Regions from separate parts of the Mus musculus genome. Here region 1 is linked to region 2. A link is a contact called in public Micro-C data. All regions are on one chromosome and are shown on one strand. Each heading gives the region's core, a stretch centred on a gene start, on an enhancer-like site or on the middle of the called end of the contact. The rest is flanking DNA. Distances are from core to core; before and after follow the strand shown.

Evidence for each region. Hi-C and Micro-C count contacts between places; a contact is called where the count stands out from the background.
Region 1: a contact with region 2 is called in a Micro-C map of muscle stem cells, with 2.0 times the contacts expected there. The contact joins the enhancer-like site here to the promoter of Tlr4 in region 2. A contact is called at or near these places in 2 of 39 promoter capture datasets (the 3T3-L1 cell line and macrophages), 6 of 484 Hi-C or Micro-C datasets (macrophages, muscle stem cells, myocytes and 3 more), 2 of 115 datasets of contacts at active chromatin or transcription factors (the 230-238 cell line and bone marrow-derived macrophages) and 1 of 9 other capture datasets (adipose tissue).

What each region holds. Positions count from the first base shown.
Region 1 is chr4:66,892,901-66,896,319 of GRCm38.p6, forward strand. No RefSeq gene overlaps it. Among named protein-coding and RNA genes, the nearest start is that of Tlr4, 67 kb to the left of the region's middle. RefSeq lists an enhancer at 1,492-2,390. Within about 2 kb of position 1,876, at least 45 of the 459 cell types and tissues checked have an H3K27ac peak or open chromatin away from gene starts, as enhancers often do. A contact at or near this core is called in bone marrow-derived macrophages, muscle stem cells, myocytes and 1 more, where this site is marked.
Region 2 is chr4:66,825,984-66,829,616 of GRCm38.p6, forward strand. It overlaps Tlr4 (toll-like receptor 4), which reads left to right and starts at 1,568. Exons shown (of 3, transcript NM_021297.3): 1 at 1,568-1,938. The coding sequence starts at 1,849.

The DNA of each region.
Region 1 (3,419 bases), core at 626-3,125, 67 kb after region 2:
CCACTCACCAACCCACCCACTCCTGCTTCCTGGCCCTAGCATTCCTCTACGCTGGGGTATCAAGTTTTACAGGACCAACGGACTCTCCTCCCATTGATGACTGACAAGGCCATCCTCTGCTACATATGGGACTGGAGCCATAGGTCCTTCCATGTGTACTCTTTGGTTGATGGGGTACTGGTTAGTTCATATTGTTTTTCCTCCTATATGGCTGCAAACCCCCTTAGCTCTTTGGGTTCTTTCTCTAGCTCCTTCATTGGGGACCCAGTGCTTAGTCCAATGGATGGCTGTCAGCATCTACTTCTGTATTTATCAGGCACTGGCAGAGCCTCTCAGGAGACAGCTATATCAGGTTCCTGTCAGCAAGCAACAATCCTTTTTTTTTAATTGTATATTTTCTTTGCTTACATTTCAAATGTTATCTCCTTTTCCCGTTTCCCTGCCTCCTGGAAACCTCCTATCACATCTTCTCTCCCCCTGCCTCTATGAGGGTCTTCACCCACCCAACCATCCACTCCCACCTCCCCACCCTCGATTATCCTTCACTGGGGCATCCTCTGTTACATATGCAGCTGGAGCCATGTGTACTTCTTGGTTGATGGCTTAGTCCCTGGGAGATCTGGGAGGTCTGGTTGGTTGATAATATTGTTCCTCCTATGGGGTTGCAAACCCCTTCATCTCCTTCAGTCCTTTCTCTAACTCCTCCATCTGGGACCCCACACTCAGTGCAATGGTTGGCTGTGAGCATCTGCCTCAGTCTTTGTCAGGCTCTGGCAGAGCCTCTCAGGAGACAGCCATGTGATCCTTTTGAAACTGGTTTGCTATGAAATTTTTCATGGATGTAAGATGAGCCCTAAAGAATAAGCAACTGTTATCAAACAAAGAAAAAAGTAGACATTGTATGCAACAATGATCAAAGAGATACAGTGGCCTGAAAGGAGAAATTTCCAAGGACACTGACAGAAGTGGTCTAGAGTCAAGAGAAGCAAGAAGCATTTACATTCGATTTTGAATCCAAGTTGGATCAGCAGGTTGATATGGAAGGGTTAAAAGTAGTTATTGCAGACGATCTGTATTTTAGAGTAATTACTTTGGGGTCTCTGGAATGATCAGGAATAGAGGTGAGGAAATGGAATATTTTTCAAAACTCTAGAATAGAGCAATGGCAGTTTGATCCAGAGGCATTGCCTTAAGCACTGGAGAAGTGTCAAGAAAAAAGAAGGAAGAAAGCCAGGTGACAGCCTGGCTGAGATAGAGCCAAGTTGGTAAAGTATGAATTTGCCCCTTTCGTGCCTTAAGTGACAGATCATGTTTATATACATCATGAAGAAGGACACTGCTGAGGAAGAATTTTTTTGGTTTGTGTTTTTGTTTTGTTTTTGTTTTTTTTTTTTTTGTTTTTGTTTTTTTTGTTTTTTTTTACCTTGGGAAGACAGAGAGAAGAAAGTGTCTCACAGGAAGGGCAAAAATACCCTGGGATAGGATAGTGGGTCGTATCAAATTGGGGGAAACAATAGGTTTTATGACCCTAGGTTTTAGACTGTAGGTCCGGTCCACGGGAACATTAAGGCAAGCAGGACATTGCAGGTATATCAGCATCTGTAATTGAGAATGAACTGTAATGGAGTTGAACCCTATCTGGCATAATTACACTGGCTTTAACATAAAGAGTTGCTAGAGTGAAGCTGTCAGAAGAGCAGGGGATGGGGGAGGGACTCTGAAACTTCAAAAAAGCAAAGATAGAATTTTTTTTTTTTTTTTTTTTGTGTGTGGCTGGAAATGAGTCATTTGTCAGCAATGCCAAAGATGTGCTGACAGCTCTTCTAGAGAGATGACGGGACACCCTGGGAGGAGGGCTGGTGAAGGTGTCAACTTCCAGTCACCAGGGGCCATGTGTGGGGTAAGAAGTGTCAGTCACATCACACGCCTGCCCTGACCTGGGTTTAGAGGGAAACCAGGGTCACAGCACAGTGTTACTTTAGCCTTGTAACCAAGGAACCCTGTTACCTGCCTCTGTCAGTAGAGAACTGACAGGCACAGAGAGTTCAGCGCTTTAATTTCTCAGGGGATTTTCAGTTGAAAAGAAGAGTAGGAAGGCAACACTTAGGGAAAGAAACTCAGAGGCTTGGTGATGGGAGGGAGCTCTAGAAAGAGCAAGGGCTTCCCTAAGGTCATCGTGGAAGAACACCGAGGTCTAAATCTCTTCCTTACCCACTTGGTAAGTCTAGCAGCTCTCTCTGGGTCCAGAAAGCTTGGAAGGAATTCCAGAAACTGTCAACCTGCCACAGCCATGAGGCCTCAGCTCTTTAAATCACTGTTTTACCGTCTATGCGAGCCCGTTGAATACTTACTTGTTTGGGCTCTGGCAGTGGATGCCTTTATGGGCTCTTTCTGTTTCCATTGCTTCTGCTACAGTCCTCGCTGCCTCCACTGGGACCCTTTGGAAGTGAATCGTTCCCAGTTCACCATGGTTTGCTAGGCTTCATTTTGATTCGTTCACCCTATAGTGATTCAATCTCAAGCCACCCAAACAGTGGTCATGCCACTATTGCAGTAGAGCACATATTTGTTCAGTAGATCATTATTGTACCTCCCTGGCCTCTGATCTGGGTGAAACTGTCAGTGAGTTTCCACCCCAAGCCTACATAGCACAACCTGGCTTTATGAAGGCTAGCTGGAGCCAAAGTCCCACTCAGCTCCACCTTGATTCCCCATATATCCTACAGCCAACGTGTTTAGTGTCTTCGTCAACTGTCTTAATACCGACTAGACAACTTTTCTTTGTCCTCTGCTCTCTATGTATTTGTTCCTTTTAGTGTCTTAAACACAATGACAATAGTGTGTCATTCTTCTTGGTTAAGCCTGTTTATCCATCCCTCCATTTAGGCTAAATATCACATCTTCAAAGAGCTGTTTCCTGATCCTAGTTTAACTGGAACATCCTTACATATATATTTTGTTTATTTTGTAAATCAAAAACATTGATTTTTAATTCTTACAGCAGACTTTTGTTATATTGTTGATATGATCACCTCTATTCTTTTTTAACAACATTCAGCCAGGAAATGTTTCTTTCGGTTGTATCTTTATTATTAAAAAAATGCCTAATATAGATGCTACACAAAAATTTGTAGAATGAATATGCTTGTATGAATCAAAAAATGAACAATAAGAATTAGTTCAGCTACTTTGGTAATCAGATTCTTCATGTAACAGATACCACAGAAATTTTACCTAACAAGCAAAAGAAAATCAAGCACACTTACCAACAACTTTCCACTCATTTTTAGCACTGCTTCACTCTCATGCCTCCTGCTTCAGGTAGCTTTGAGAGGTAGAAGTTAGAGAATACTGTGCATGAGACCACTGGGTCCTGATATCTCTAAAAGAGCTTGTTGAAATGCAGAACTCTGAAGGCC
Region 2 (3,633 bases), core at 318-2,817:
GTAGCAAATGGAGAACTGGCTTGTATAGCTTGACTGCTGTCATGCATCTTTTTTTTTTTTTTTCTCTTCAGAGGCAGATGGATCTTTGAATCAGAACAATGAAGGGACCCAGTCTCTCCATGGAAGTGGAGACTGTACATAATTTTGCAGGGGGCTTGGGTTTTATATGGTGAAAAGGGGGATTTGGGGATAGAAGTTTCATAATGCAGGTCAGTTCTCCTGAAGTCTCAGTGGAGGTTGGAGGTTGCTGGTATTTTCATCTTCTTATCAGAAGCTTCCCTGGGAAGCTACCACATGCCAGCAGTCCACAGATGATCCAAGCAGAATCACATAGCCTTCTAAGTGTATGTATTCTAAATATTAGTATTTAGATATGTCAAATAATGTAAATATGTAAAGAAGGAGGGAGGTAAAAACTGTTCTCAGGTTTACAGGGCTGAAAATGAGGCTCAGGAAATAAAATCATTTGGACAAGGTGATCTGGTGTTTAGTCATCTGACCTGACCTTTACTTCAGCAACTTCTGATTCCCTTCACTACTTCTTCACTAGCAGTGTCACATGTAGAATTATGTACTGTTCCCTAAAATTCATAGGCTGTGCCTGTTTCTGTGACTGCAATTTAAAAATTCATCTCCCAGTGCCATGTCCTATGACTTGAATTTAATGAGATAATTAAAGTAAACTAATGTCTTATGGGTCTGCCTTAATACAATATAACTGATTATTTTAAAAAAAGAGGTCAGGGGCCAGGGAGATATCTCAGTTGATAAAATGTTTCAAATTCATGAAGACCTGCAGATCCTCAGTAACAGCATTTAAAAAAATGAAATAAATAAACAAATAAAAAGCAAACATCGTAAAAAAACAACATCACAAACAACAAAAACCCGAATGCTGATATCTATAATTCCAGCACTGGGAAAAGGCTAGCTACAGGTGGGAGATCTCAAAACTTAACTGATCAGTCAGTATAGCCAAGGAATCAGTACCAGGTTCAGTTAGAGACCTCGGCTCCAAAACAATGGTGGAGCCTCTTGAGTTTCTCCCACAGCTCACGAGCCTGCTCCTATCTTTCCTGAACGTTCTCCTTTTAATAATAAACACTATGATCCTGTTTCCAATAATAAATAGTAATTAATAATAAAAGAAGATTGAGAACTGAGAACTGCAGAAGGCACTCAATAGTGAACTCTGGCTTTTACACACACACACACACACACACACACACACACACACACACACACACACACACACACACACGAAATATACATCCCCCCCGTGAACGAATGAACACGTACACACATAGGTAAAAGAAAGCATCATGACACAAGACACGGCAACTGATGATATCTTCATCCTGGGTTTTAATCTCTAGCATTGTGAGAAAATATGTTCCTCTAGTCTGAAACATCCAGTCCCTAATACTGTGCTCTGGGAGACTTGGGAGTCTAACTGAAGCAGTAAGCATCCTCTGTTGAAAATAAAGAAGGAATGAGGATGTTGCTCCACGCCAGTTCCCTGCCTTCACCAAGCCCAGAGGTCAGATGACTTCCTGGGATGAAAGCCAGCTTCCTCTTGCTGTTCCTCCAGTCGGTCAGCAAACGCCTTCTTCCTGTTCTAGTCTTCAGTCTTCTAACTTCCCTCCTGCGACGGGGCAGATCGATTCTAGAACAAAACCAAAAGTGAGAATGCTAAGGTTGGCACTCTCACTTCCTCTTTGAATATAGTACTTGCAGAGGGGCACCCACTGGGAGGGAAGAGGCAGGTGTCCCAGGGACTCTGCGCTGCCACCAGTTACAGATCGTCATGTTCTCTCATGGCCTCCACTGGTTGCAGAAAATGCCAGGATGATGCCTCCCTGGCTCCTGGCTAGGACTCTGATCATGGCACTGTTCTTCTCCTGCCTGACACCAGGAAGCTTGAATCCCTGCATAGAGGTATGTGTCTTGATCGCATGTGATCACACCCTTTCCTGCTAGCCTGCCTTGTTTCTCAAAACTATCCACAGCTCAGAGCTCCCTGTGTGTGCTCTGCTTAGTTTATTTTGCACGAAGGAGTTAAACTAACCAAAAACTTGAGAAGCCTTGGCAACAAAAAGCCTCAGTGTTAACACAGGGCAGGAACAGGCAGCCAGGGGTGTCTTGTTTCATTTAAGGCGTCTGAGTCATGATTTAGGGACTTGAAATTAGTAAAACTAGTTTATAGTCATTGTTCTGTGACATACCTGAGAGTCGTTAAAGAACTTACTGAACGTCTCTGAGGCCAGTATTCACGGGACGAAAGCATGACTGTAATCACTGAAAAATGTAAGTAGGCTGTAATTTCAGGGCTTTCTGTGGGAACTCTGGCCACTCAGCTTTTAGCGGTCATTCCTTCCCTTTCCAAATCAAGTGAAGGTAGCTGTGTCTTTTCTGCTGCTTTCGAAGCATCTTTGAGATGCTTTGAGTGGTAGCTCAGCAGGTAAGGTCAGTGGCTGCCAAGCCTGATGAAAATCTGAGTTCAAGCCTCAAGCCTCACAAGTTAGAGGCAGGGAATCTCCTCCTTTAAGATGTCTTCTCACTTGCAAGTGTCTGCCTTGGCAGGTGTGTATATGCATGAGCACACACACAAATGAATAAAGGGAACAATTGTCTTAAATGAAAGAATTTCTATTAAAAAATAAAACAACAAAACACACAAAAACACAAAGACTTTTCTAAGTGATTTTAGTATTCTGCAACTAATTCTAGGAGATAAAGAAATGGGAGGGGTGAGGGAAGGAGAGGGACAGAGCAACTTAAAACATCAATTAGTTACTGCTAAGGCAGTAACTCCCGTTTTGGTCGAATACTGAGTCGTGAGTAATCTGACCCATGACTCATTCTTGTTTTCCTCCTGCACAGACCACGCAATTATCTTAGAAGCTCACAATAGAACTGAGCAAACAAGGAAGGAATTCGGGGTGAGGTAGGCTCAGAAGCTCAAAACTGGTTCAATGAGTTAAGATACATGACATTCACATGGGGAAAAATACTGTTAATTTTAAAAAGTTATAATCACAGTATCTTGCTTTCTGATTCCTCAGTTATGTTGGCAGAGATGGAATTTCCAATCAGTGCTACACTGAGATAAAATCCCGTTGCTCTTGGTGTCTGGTGTGCTTTGTCAACTCTCAAAGCTTGCTTGTTCCTTCTGTAAGCCAGGTCTCAGGGCCCTTGGCCTTGTCTTCAGGAGTGATTCCTGACTGGTTTCCTAGTTCATATTCCTTTCTATACCCACACACAGTTTCTTCTTTATTTGTTGTTATTGGTCCAGGGGCTTAGATTTATCAAACTACTCCTTTATACTCTTAATAACTCTTTGGAACCATGATGGTTGCTTCATCCTACAGGGCCTTAGCACTGCCTAAGCTAACTACACACACCATCATCCCTCACCTAGGTCAAGGCTCACCATGCTAAAATTATGGAATCCCTGTATATAGTTTAAAACTTCACTGTTGATCAAATTGAAAAATTAAGAATAAATGCATCAAATTAGTTTCAATGATTTTTATGCAATTAAATATAGTTATGATGCGTGAAATATAATAAAAGCATCCCACACTAACACTGGCTAAGCACTAGCCTCAGGTCTGTCTCCAGCCCTATGGA